Linked DNA regions of Mus musculus: regions 2 and 3 are each linked to region 1. Evidence: chromatin contacts called from public HiChIP or PLAC-seq data. All regions are on one chromosome and are shown on one strand. Each heading gives the region's core, a stretch centred on a gene start, on an enhancer-like site or on the middle of the called end of the contact. The rest is flanking DNA. Distances are from core to core; before and after follow the strand shown.

Region 1 (3,532 bases), core at 502-3,001:
GGAGGGGGGAGGCCAAGGGAGGCTCTGGCCGCGGCCCCAGTTTAAGTGGGACAGTGAGGTGTTAATGGAGGCTTCAGAACTCTATAGGAGAGCTGCCTGGCTTCTTAAAGCGTTGCCTGGAGACAAATGAAATGAAAGACTTCAAAATGGGAGCTCTGGATGCACTTAAGTCTTTGTTTCAAAATTATTTCCTCATGTGTGTGTGTGTGTGTGTCTTAGAAAAAAAGATTTCCTAACATGGAAAATGGAAATGCTTTTGAGGAGGCTTAATGAAAACTAATTTCACAGAATTGCAAAATGGCCTGGGAAAGTCTGTGCGATACACTTATGATTGCAAGCTGAAGACTGTGTAGGGCAACCTTGATGAGAAGGAGTCTCTTGGGACCTCAAGTGGGTAGCAACCACATGGGAAAAGACACTTCAACTTTGTGAAAAAGAGACAGAGAAGTGGCGCACTTAGACATGCTAACCAGAAAGGGGAGGATACAGTTAATATTGTACTTGGGTTTTTTGAGTCTGTCGCCTTGAGGGCACAGAGTCTCTGACAAAGGACAGCCCACCCCACCCAGCACAAGGGTCCCAGGCAGCCAAGTCTGACTTTTATGTTTTCATATGGGGAAGAAAAGAACCAGACATTCACCAACACCAAGGACATTTGTTCTTCCTTGCACCATGACTCTGGGAGTGTCCTGCCTAGCTTGTACTGTTTCCTGGGCTTCATTCCTTCCTTGGAGCTGTGGACTTGAGTTTGGATGCTGACCCTATCTTGTTTTATCTATGTGGCTTCTGCAAACCACCTTCCCTCATCCTGTTTTAGTTTTCCTGCTTTAAAGTGGTGGGAGCGGTGCACAGCCACTGGATGCAGGGAAGGAGGTGGGAAATCCTGCCTCTAAGATAGAAACCCAGTGGCTGATTTCTTCTGCCTGGTGGTTACTTCTCTCTCTTCCCTGAGAGTAATGAGACTGGCAGTGGGAGAAGAGAGGGTGTGGCTACCTTTGTCCCCCCTCATTAAAAAGAGCTATCCAGGGCACTGTCTGGGAGCTGATGCTTGACACCTTTAGATTAGTGCAATCTCGATAAAAGCTCCCCTTCCTGCAAGTGCTTCTTGCGCTCATCACCGAGAGGATGCAGTCCAATGATGTAAGGGGCTCCTACTCCTTGGGTGAATATGTATTAATGACTCCATTTACCCTTAACTCTACTGTGTGGCTCATTACATCCTAGAGCTTAGATTTCCTGACAGCAAACCGTGGAGACAATTTCTTTTCAGTTTCACACCTGGGGATCCAGCAGCTTTGTTGGATCTCAAGGACACCTCAACCCAGGGCATCAGCTCCTGCCCTGCTTCTCAGAGGTGAAGGGGCTTCTCCCATCCTCCCCTCTCCCTCAACATCTGGATGGAGTCTGGGGAAAAAAAAGCTTCTATTTGGGCTGTGTCTCTTTTGTCTCTTGGAGCCATCAGGTACCTAGGGAGCTGCTCTTCCGAGATGAATGCTCAGGCCACTCATATAACACGAGTGCCATTTCCTTAGAGAAACTCAATTAGCTGGTGGCTTCAAACATCTTCACAGAGCCATGGCATCACCGCTTAGGGACCATGGAAGGCTAGGAAGGAGCTTTAGGGGTTGCTCCAGCGTGACTCACTATGTGACTAACACATGGTAGGATTAGTGTATTCAAAGGAGTCCCCTGTGTGAGGGGCAGGGATCGTTAGCAAAACGACTCCATATGACTCACCCACAGTGAGCTTTCTGTCCATGTGGCTTGCAGAGTATTTCCTGTCCTTAATGTAGACTCAACAGTGGTCAGACAGCCCTTACCTCAGGCCCCACCTATCCCCTTTCATAGATCCCACGACTATTGCCTCATAGCGAGGTGCTAGAATATTCTTGTATCCTAATTCTCCCACAAGATGCTCCTCGAAAGATGAGACAGTGGCTCAGCTAGTGAAGTCCTTGCCTTGCAAGCTTGGGGACAGAGTTGTATCCAAGACCCACATAAAAAGCCAGGTGTGGCCGTGCACACCTGTTGTCCTGTCTCTGGGAGGCAGAGGCAGGATTCCTGGAGGCTTGTAGGTCAGCCTAGTCCAACCGGTGAATGCTGGGTTCACTGGAAGAGATTTTGTCTCTAATCATGAGGTGGAAACCAGTTGAGGAAAACACATAACACTGACCTCTGTCCTCTCCACACATGCACACATATTCACACATATGCACATGCACACACATGCACACATACGCACCCACTCACACATACATACACAATGTTACTTAAAGCCTCACATTTCCTGAATGAATTAAATATTTGAAATCATTGAACTAGAATGCTAGAAGACCTGCATGCACATCTTTTGATTGAAGTTGTGATACATAAGACTAATGGAATATTGTGGCAGGCTGTGGCATAGCTGGGTTTAGAGTCACAAAAGAATGCACTCTGTCCCTGGGGCATAGCTCTTTCAGAGATGTAGTTTGGTGCACAATGGTGGTAAACATTCAGAGTTTTCACATATGTTGACCTGTCATTAAAATACAGCTCTAGACTAATTACAAAGCCATTAGGGACTCTGGAGGAACAGACTGTGTGTCTGGAGAGGACCCAGAAAGATGCAGGTTCTCCATCAAATATCTGAAAACCCAACCAAAGTAGAATGTCCTGAGTTCACATCATCAGTTAATTTAACACACACAAACACCCCCTCCCCCACAGAGAGAGAGAGGGGAGGGGAGAGAGGGGGAGAGGGGGAGAGGGAGAGAGGAAGAGGCAGACATCTTTTTTTTTTTTTTTTTTTTTTTTTTTTTTTTTTTTTTTTTTTTTGGTTTTTCAAGACAGAGTTTCTCTGTATAGCCCTGGCTGTCTTGGAACTCACCCTGTAGACCAGGCTGGCCTCGAACTCAGAAATCCGCCTGCCTCTGCCTCCCAAGTGCTGGTATTAAAGGCGTGCGCCACCTTAGAAAGGTGTCTAGGGTGGAACATGGGGTGGGCAGTGTTCTATAGAGTGAATGGGGTGGAGCTGGGGTAGTGACAGGGTGAGAGGGTGACCAGCCCATCAGCAGTGGCTTGCATACTGGCTGTGGGCAGAGTCCTAGCACCACCACTTAGGTTACATCAAGACATGGGCACACTGTGGAGTCAGAGCGCTGAACACCACAGACTGCTTTTCAGAGCTGTGCGTTTCTGAGTCTAAGAGGCAATGAACATGCCAAGCCAGGAAAATGGGACCGGGTGTTTGTACTGTTGCCACAATCTGACTACACTGAGGAAACAAATGTGCTGAGAGCTTGCCTGATGTTCTGGGGCCGTGCCTCCTTTCCGCTGCCGACACGTTGGCCGGGGTAGTTGTATTGACAGGTGGTTCAGTCCCCGAAGGCTTGGAATCTGAGCTACAAGCAGGTTCTGAGTCACAGGTGATGCTCATGGTTAACTTCCCTGGGATCCAACCCATGGTGGGTCTGAAAATTGAGTCTCTTGATTACGGTCTCATCTTTGGGCATGCCATACCTCAGTCAGTGCTGTGTCCCATTCTTTGAGG
Region 2 (3,532 bases), core at 366-2,865, 600 kb after region 1:
AGTATCAATGAGAAGAGAGAGCTGTTGAGTGACAGAGTAAAAAACCACAATTGTTGATGCTGATAACTGGGTCTTCAAGATAAACCAGCTCAACGCTTTTATACTCTGCTTTATAGCAATGACGTGGGACTCCTTGGGTAGAGGCAGGGACAATAGGATTGTCCATTTCCCCAGCCTCCACCTTAGCCAGGGCAGCTTCGACGCTTCAGCTTTTGTTTGCACTTAATTCCATCCAATGAAAACATTATTTCTCTAAACAGTTGTAATGGTTTGAGTGAGAAACGTCCCCTATAGGCGCATGTACTTGAACATTATTTGGTCCCTAGTTGGTGGTGATGTTGGTGGGGAGTTGTGGAAAGATACAGCCTTGCTAAAGGAAGTATGTTACTGGGGGGCGGGCTTTGATAGTTCATAACCTCTCCCCACTTCCTGTTTGATCTTCTGTGATCTGCCAGTGGATGGAAACATGAAATCTCTGATCTTCCTGTTCTGACCAGGTGCTGCCAAGCTTTCCATGGTGGACTCTCTGCCTGGAACTATCAATCAATCAATCAATCAATCAACCAATCAATCAATAAAATAAACCCCCTTCCTTTGAATGCCAGTTGCGTGTGTTTGTGCTGTTTTGTCACAGCAACAGAAATATAACACACACAGCACTGCACCCCCACCCCCACCCCACCCCTGTTAAGCTACTACCATCTACCTTTTTTACAGAGGAGGGTCTCCTCAGGGGACCGTCCTAAAGCGCTGACCCTGACCTGGAGCCTATGCCTTTGCTTGGGATCCCCATCAATCATCATGCTGACACTGTAGATTTCTGCTCTATGCACAGCCTCTGCCATATTTCCAGGAGGCTAGATGCTCTTATTATGCACAACTCATAAAAGTATATCATAACATGATGGAATTACGCATTCCAGTCATGGAGCTTTCCTCACAGGAAGGAGTAAGGAATGGGAACATTACATCCTTAGGTATCTCTAGAAAGCGGGGTATAAAGCAAGTAAGGAAAGAGATATAGCACAGCCCCAGAGGTACTGGTTTCTCAGAGGCCTATCAATCATTTCTGCTAGATTTGCCCATGGCATCAAAACCAGAGCATGTCAGTGGCATCTCCCAGCAGCCACGAGGGCTTCAGGAGAGGATGGTCAAACCCCAGGTTTCTCTCTCCTGTTCAGTTGCAGGATTGTCTGCCCAGGCACTGTATCACTGAAGCAAGCTAAGGGGCATCCAGGACAGGCTTATGGGCCAGGCAGTCCAGATCTACCATCTGGGGTTCATTAGCGAGTGATGTTTTAAGCTTCTAGTCACGCAGGGAAAAAGAACGCCGTGCATTGGAAATGTGGAGGTATTCAAATGTCAGCAAGGAGGCCCACCTCTAGGGACCAGGTTCTCTTGAAAGAAATGTTATTGCAGCAACAAATCTGTTTTTCTGCTGATTTCACCCCATTTCCACATTGCCGTCATCTAAGTTCACATTCAAAAGTGACGCAAGGCATGTGGCAATGTTTTTCCATGGGCGGGGCACCTGACTAATCACAAAACTATGTCTCCCTTCTCCTTACTCGGCCTGTGAGGTCAATGGAAGGACCTTTCAGCAAACCAGACTGGCCCAAGAACGTGGTCAAAGTCACACCGCTGAGACGTGACAGAGTGCCCTGTCCTGACTTCCTCCTTCCACAGTCCCTGAGTGTCCAAATGCTTCCAGGACAGACTGAATAATGTTCTCCCCAAATCCACACGCTGTGGGCCTAACCTTCAATTTGCTTGTGGCTCTGCACCTCCCATTTCCCCTGAAAGTTCCTGTAACCCAAATAAGCCCTGTGCCCAGAGTGAGTGAGCATCATAAAGAGATCAGACGTTACACTTCAGGGCATGCATAGAATAGATTGTTAGAGGGGAATTCATGGCGTGTCTTGCGTCTCTTCCCCACAAAAACAATACATTAAGCTCTCCATCCCTGGTCCCTAATGCCTCAGACTATGACCTCATTTAAGAAAATAAATCTTACCAATGTGATTAAAATCACTGAAGTAAGGTGGCCACTAATCCAGTATGATTGGCACTTTTGCAAGACAAGGGCTTTGTGAAAATAGAAACTGATTTCTATAGTCAATTTTCATTTCAATTGCCGCAGGCACCTTCTGCTGCCGGCTTGGACATGATGCACATTGTGACTGGAGGGAAATCCAGGCCAGTTTGAAGCTCTGTGCTTTGGGGGAAGAGATAGTGCCTGAAGCTTAACTTGGCCAAGGATGGATCCAAAATCATCATAGTCTCTTCACTGCACATAGAGACTCAAAAGAGAAGGCTCCCGGTTTCGTAAAAGTTGGGAGCCACGCTGGGGCACAAGCTCAGCCCTTCAGGCTTTGGCTGTTTTCAGCGGGCTATTCCATGGCTCAGTTAGTAGAGGTCACTGTGCCCTTCAACGGCTCCATGTTCCTATTAAGAGTTCATGCATTTCTGGGTGTTTTAAAAGCTTCCCAGATGAGCCACAGAGATGCGTCCTGGAGATGTTGCAGGCACAGCATTTTCATGGGGTTTTATATCATCAGATCCTTCTTCCAACATTTTAAATAAAGCCCTTGGGGAGGATAGGATGCCTGTTGGCTAATTAAACTCAGTAACAAGCCATTTGCCCTCTCTTGGGGCTTAGGAAGCCCCGGCTTTCCTGTGGAGGTCCTCCTTGATGTGCCACATGTCGGAAAAGAAAATTTAAGCACGTCTAATATCATTCTTTATCAGTTCTTAGGCCCCTTGGTGAAGGGAAGCTAAGTTCCCACACATGTTCAAAAAAAAACAAATCGGAATTAGGTCACATACCTGGACCCAAGTGACAGTGCCTAACTCGGGGCCTCAAGTCTCCTTCAGGTCTCTCTCCACTGTCTGACATCGTCTTCAGACACCTTTGATCTAGAGCAGTGCTTCTCTGCCTTCCTAGTGCTGCGACCCTATAATACAATTCCTCACATTGTGCTGACCCCCAATCATAAAATCACTTTGTCGCTGCTTCATAACTGTAATTTTGCTACTGTTAAGAATAGTAATGCAAATCTCTGTGCTTTCCAAAGGTCTCAGGGACCCTTGCGAAAGGGTCATTCAACCCCGAAAAGGGGCCGAGACCTATAGGTGGAGAGCTGCTGCTCTAAAACTTCCTGTCCAAATTTTTGTGAAATTCCTACCAGAGGTATACAGTTAGGGGCCCATGGGTGGGTGGTATTGTCTTGCGAAGCACTACACAAGGTGGGGGGGTTCTAACACTAAAGGACTCACATGGACACCACACACAGGTACACATGAGAATGGAAAGTGTGAGATGGGATTCCCAGCCCAGGACTGAGAACTATGTGCAACTCACAGCCAGGATGGAGACTCATTCTCTGCTTCCTAAATCCAGAGAACTTTATCATCACAAATCCCAGCTGTAGGGAGCCAGGGCAGACTAATGATATTAATGGGATTAATGAAAACTATCTTGTATAATATTTTTCTTGGACTGACCAAAAAAAAAAAAAAGGGGATTCATGTT
Region 3 (3,532 bases), core at 694-3,193, 550 kb after region 1:
GCACCCTTTTGAAGATGCCAAAGCTTACACAGCGCACACTCCCTTTGTAATGCTTTACTGTCTCCAAACACAGTCACTGGGCCACATTTTGTTTTAGATTGACAGAAGAAAAGAAGTGAGGAGAGCCAGGGGTACCCAAAGGAAGGGAGGAAGGGAGGGAGGGAGGGAGGGAGGGAGGGAGGGAGGGAGGGAGGGAGGGAGGGAGGGAGGGAGAGCCCTGTTCTTCCTTGAAATAGCCGCAGTCAGTTCACATAAGTAGGCTCCCAGGATCAGCATAGGAGTAGTCATCTTGTGTCCTGTTAACAAAGGTCCTCACAGTGACTTCCTGTTTGGGAAAAACACAGATGTGTGTAAGTGTGTGTGTGTGTGTGTGTGTGTGAAATAACCCCTAATTCCCTGCTGGACAGTGGAGTGGGTTGTCTGTTGGTGCTCGTTTCTCCAGCCCCTCTCCAGTCTGCCTCTGTGTATCGCTACAAGAATGACTGCCTATCATATTTTGGGGTATGCATTCCTTTGATTCCAACCAGTGTAAAATGTTCCATCCCATATTCTCACACCAAGACCCGTCTCCTTGAGAACAGAAGAGCCTTTTACCCCAAACTCACGGCCACTGTCTCCCTCAATGAGGGTGTGCTCAGCACCATGTGTGAGCAGGGGCAGAGCCCCCTTTCCAGACACAGCCTTTGCCCCAGAAGCCATGCCTTCTGGCTCAGTAGCAGGAACACAGGCTCTAACCTGCTTGCCACCGGCACAGTCTAAAGAGAGTCATGCTGAGTTTCTACATGGAAGTGTCTGCCTACAAAAGCAACAAGCTTCTCCATCCACTTGAGGCTTACCACCTCCGAGGGCCAGCCAGAGAGAAGTACAGCCCATGAGAGAGAGACACCTCCAAGTCCTTCCCACCCCACCCCCACCACAGCCACTCAGCCCCATCCTTCCAGCCATGTAGCCTTGGAAACCAGAACAATTCCCCAAACATCCCAAGATTCCCACGCACTCAGGAACTCTCCTGGAGATGGGTGGGGGACAACAGCAATTGTTTTTACAGATGAAGGGACCAGGAGAGAGCAGGTTGGAGCCCGTGGGTTACTTATAGCTGGCCCTCCAGCTACTCTACACAAACCCAGGGAGCGGAAACCTGAGTGTGAGCTCAAAACAGGTCAGCAGGGCCTTCCTGGCCACTTCCCCCAAAGATCTATAGAGGCAGCCATGGCCGTGGAAGCCCTCCCCCATGGGCAGAAAGGCAAAACTTATCCTCCAGGGACCTAGGGACGCAGCACAGCCTCTGACCTCAGGGAGCAGGCTCAGGGTGTGGGCCGGCCAGATAAGAAAGGGGAGGAGGGGCCTGGGGAGGAGAAACCAAGGGGAGTAGATAGAAGCCCAAGACTTTGAGACACTTGTTTTCAATGCATAGATTCTCAGCATAACGAGCAGACTGTGTACTCTGCCCACAACATGCCCTGAGAATGGCCAAGTGCTGCGATTTTCTCTCCCATAAGCCCTAGGTGTGCTGGCTGAGGATTCAGCAGGAGTACACTCTAGTCAAGAGGGTGTAGACGCCCTTCTGAGTGCAGATCATCACAGGGCTCAACTGCCTTCAGTGGTGCCTGCAAGTACCTGCTGCTCTTAATGAGATACCAGATGCTTGACTCGGTGACTCTTTTCCAGAATTTTCTATCTGTACCTCTGTGCTTTCTGCCTGACACCCACTTCTTCCACAGACTCCTGGCCAGCTAACCCTGACTTGACCCTGGCCTGACTCCGTCCTGCACTCTGCTCTGACTCTCAGCTCCAGCCACCACCCCTGTGACTCACTTTGTGGTGAGGACATCTCCATGCCAGGGCCTCTGCCCAAGCAGACAAGCCCCACACACCCACTGGAACCCAGCATGATGCTAGGATCCCCCTTTCCTCTTGTGTGCATGTGGCACTGTGCCTGTGTCTCTGGGGACAAAGAAGCTTCCGAGCAGAGCATTGCATGGCAGTTCCAGGAAGACACTGCTATGTGGCTGGGCATGGGCCCACATTTCAACATTCCCATCCCATTCTGTATACAAGTTCCACCTTCTCAGGCTGCCTGGCATTTGTCTTGCACTGAGAGCAAAACGCAAAACAGTCTAGTTTTCCAGACACTATTTTAGAGTGGATGTTACAGTTTGAGCTAAGAGAGCTGACCATTATGCATACACACACACACAGGCACACACAGGCATGCACGCGCATGTGCACCCACATGCTCACACAAACATGAAGGAGCTTGACAGTCTGGCACAAACAGAACATGTCAGGGAAGCCACAGCCTATGTCCTGGTGCCCTGAGACTTGCCCAAAGCAGGAGGAAGAGGAAGGCTGGGTACCATTTGCATGTGTGGAATCCCAGAGCCTGAAGTGGGTACTGAGATGACTCTAGCAGACAAATGAGGCAAGGCACCCTTCCATGAAGGGGGTATGACCGCCTACATCCCTGAGGATCTGATGGAGTCCTGGATGGAAGCCAAATTGACAGATCCTCCTGTGAAGAGGGCAAATGATGGCGGCTGGGTGAGCTAGCGGCTTTGTCCTAGGTTGACCTGATCCAGGGGACTTAGGTCCGGATGGATTTTCTCCTAGGGTCTTGAGAATTCAAGGTTGGGATTGTCACTGGCGTATTTTCGAGGAAGGGAGTTAGCATTGGCATGTTCTTAACTTCAATGAAAAGGGGGCAACTTGTCTCCAGGGAAACTGTTACCAGGAGCAAAAAGTTTACGGGGGCGGGGCATGGGGGCAGAAGGTGTAACTTCAGAATGCTGGAGAAGTGACCTTGCCCTAGAGAATGTCACTAGCTACTAAAGGACACATGAAATGTGAAGCCTGCATTTAGTGTCTAATTTCAGACTTAAAAGGGGCTCATTCAAGGAGGAGGAGAAGACTTAAGTGAATTAAGAGTGAGCTTTATGATTGTGAAACAACCTCTGACTAGTGTGAACTTCTAGAACTAGTTTTTCAACAGCCAAAGCCGACAGGATTCAGATACCTCCATCTTACACGAAGTACTCAGAGAGGTGGCTGAGTGAGGGGGACACTTCATGATGTTCTCCATGAGGTCTTACAGAGTGAGCCCAGGCTTTTTAATCCAGCTAGAATATTCTGGAACAGTATGACAGCCAGGATCTGGCAACAGGGACACACAGAGAGAGTGGCCAGGCCAGGCATGAGCACAGAGTGGTGCTGAGGTCCCCAAGTAGCACCTGATTGCCAATGCATGAAAGTCACGCAGAAAGACCTTTGGGGTCCTTGTGACGAGTTGTACAGGGATACAGAATCAGACTCTGGGGGCTACAGTGCAGAAGTCTCACTTCTGTGGCACATCTCTTCGAAGTTTGGAAAACAGCTGTCCCCATAGCAAAATCTCAGTCCCCTTGTTACCAGGAAGCAGGACCTGAGCAGGTGTTTCTCCTCTGTGCCTGAGTTTCTCACCTGTTCACCCCTCCCCTGAGCGCTGATGCAAGCTTAAGCCAAAGTACCTTTAGTGGTTTAAACAGAGCCCCGCCCA

The links. HiChIP or PLAC-seq counts read pairs in DNA pulled down with a chosen protein or histone mark.
Region 2: a contact with region 1 is called in an HNF4G HiChIP or PLAC-seq map of pancreatic cancer cells. The contact joins two enhancer-like sites. A contact is called at or near these places in 1 of 39 promoter capture datasets (stem cell-derived epiblast-like cells) and 1 of 115 datasets of contacts at active chromatin or transcription factors (pancreatic cancer cells).
Region 3: a contact with region 1 is called in a FOXA1 HiChIP or PLAC-seq map of pancreatic cancer cells. The contact joins two enhancer-like sites. A contact is called at or near these places in 1 of 115 datasets of contacts at active chromatin or transcription factors (pancreatic cancer cells) and 1 of 9 other capture datasets (embryonic stem cells).

The regions. Positions count from the first base shown.
Region 1 is chr1:90,833,155-90,836,686 of GRCm38.p6, reverse strand. All of the region lies in intron 1 of Col6a3 (collagen, type VI, alpha 3), which reads left to right. Among named protein-coding and RNA genes, the nearest start is that of Col6a3, 9.0 kb to the left of the region's middle. Within about 2 kb of position 1,751, at least 58 of the 459 cell types and tissues checked have an H3K27ac peak or open chromatin away from gene starts, as enhancers often do. A contact at or near this core is called in pancreatic cancer cells, where this site is marked.
Region 2 is chr1:90,232,769-90,236,300 of GRCm38.p6, reverse strand. No RefSeq gene overlaps it. Among named protein-coding and RNA genes, the nearest start is that of Gm34930, 13 kb to the left of the region's middle. Within about 2 kb of position 1,615, at least 70 of the 459 cell types and tissues checked have an H3K27ac peak or open chromatin away from gene starts, as enhancers often do. A contact at or near this core is called in pancreatic cancer cells, where this site is marked.
Region 3 is chr1:90,287,417-90,290,948 of GRCm38.p6, reverse strand. 2700003A03Rik (a long non-coding RNA gene) reads right to left here. Exons shown (of 4, transcript XR_003947931.1): 4 at 179-325. Among named protein-coding and RNA genes, the nearest start is that of 2700003A03Rik, 16 kb to the right of the region's middle. Within about 2 kb of position 1,943, at least 105 of the 459 cell types and tissues checked have an H3K27ac peak or open chromatin away from gene starts, as enhancers often do. A contact at or near this core is called in pancreatic cancer cells, where this site is marked.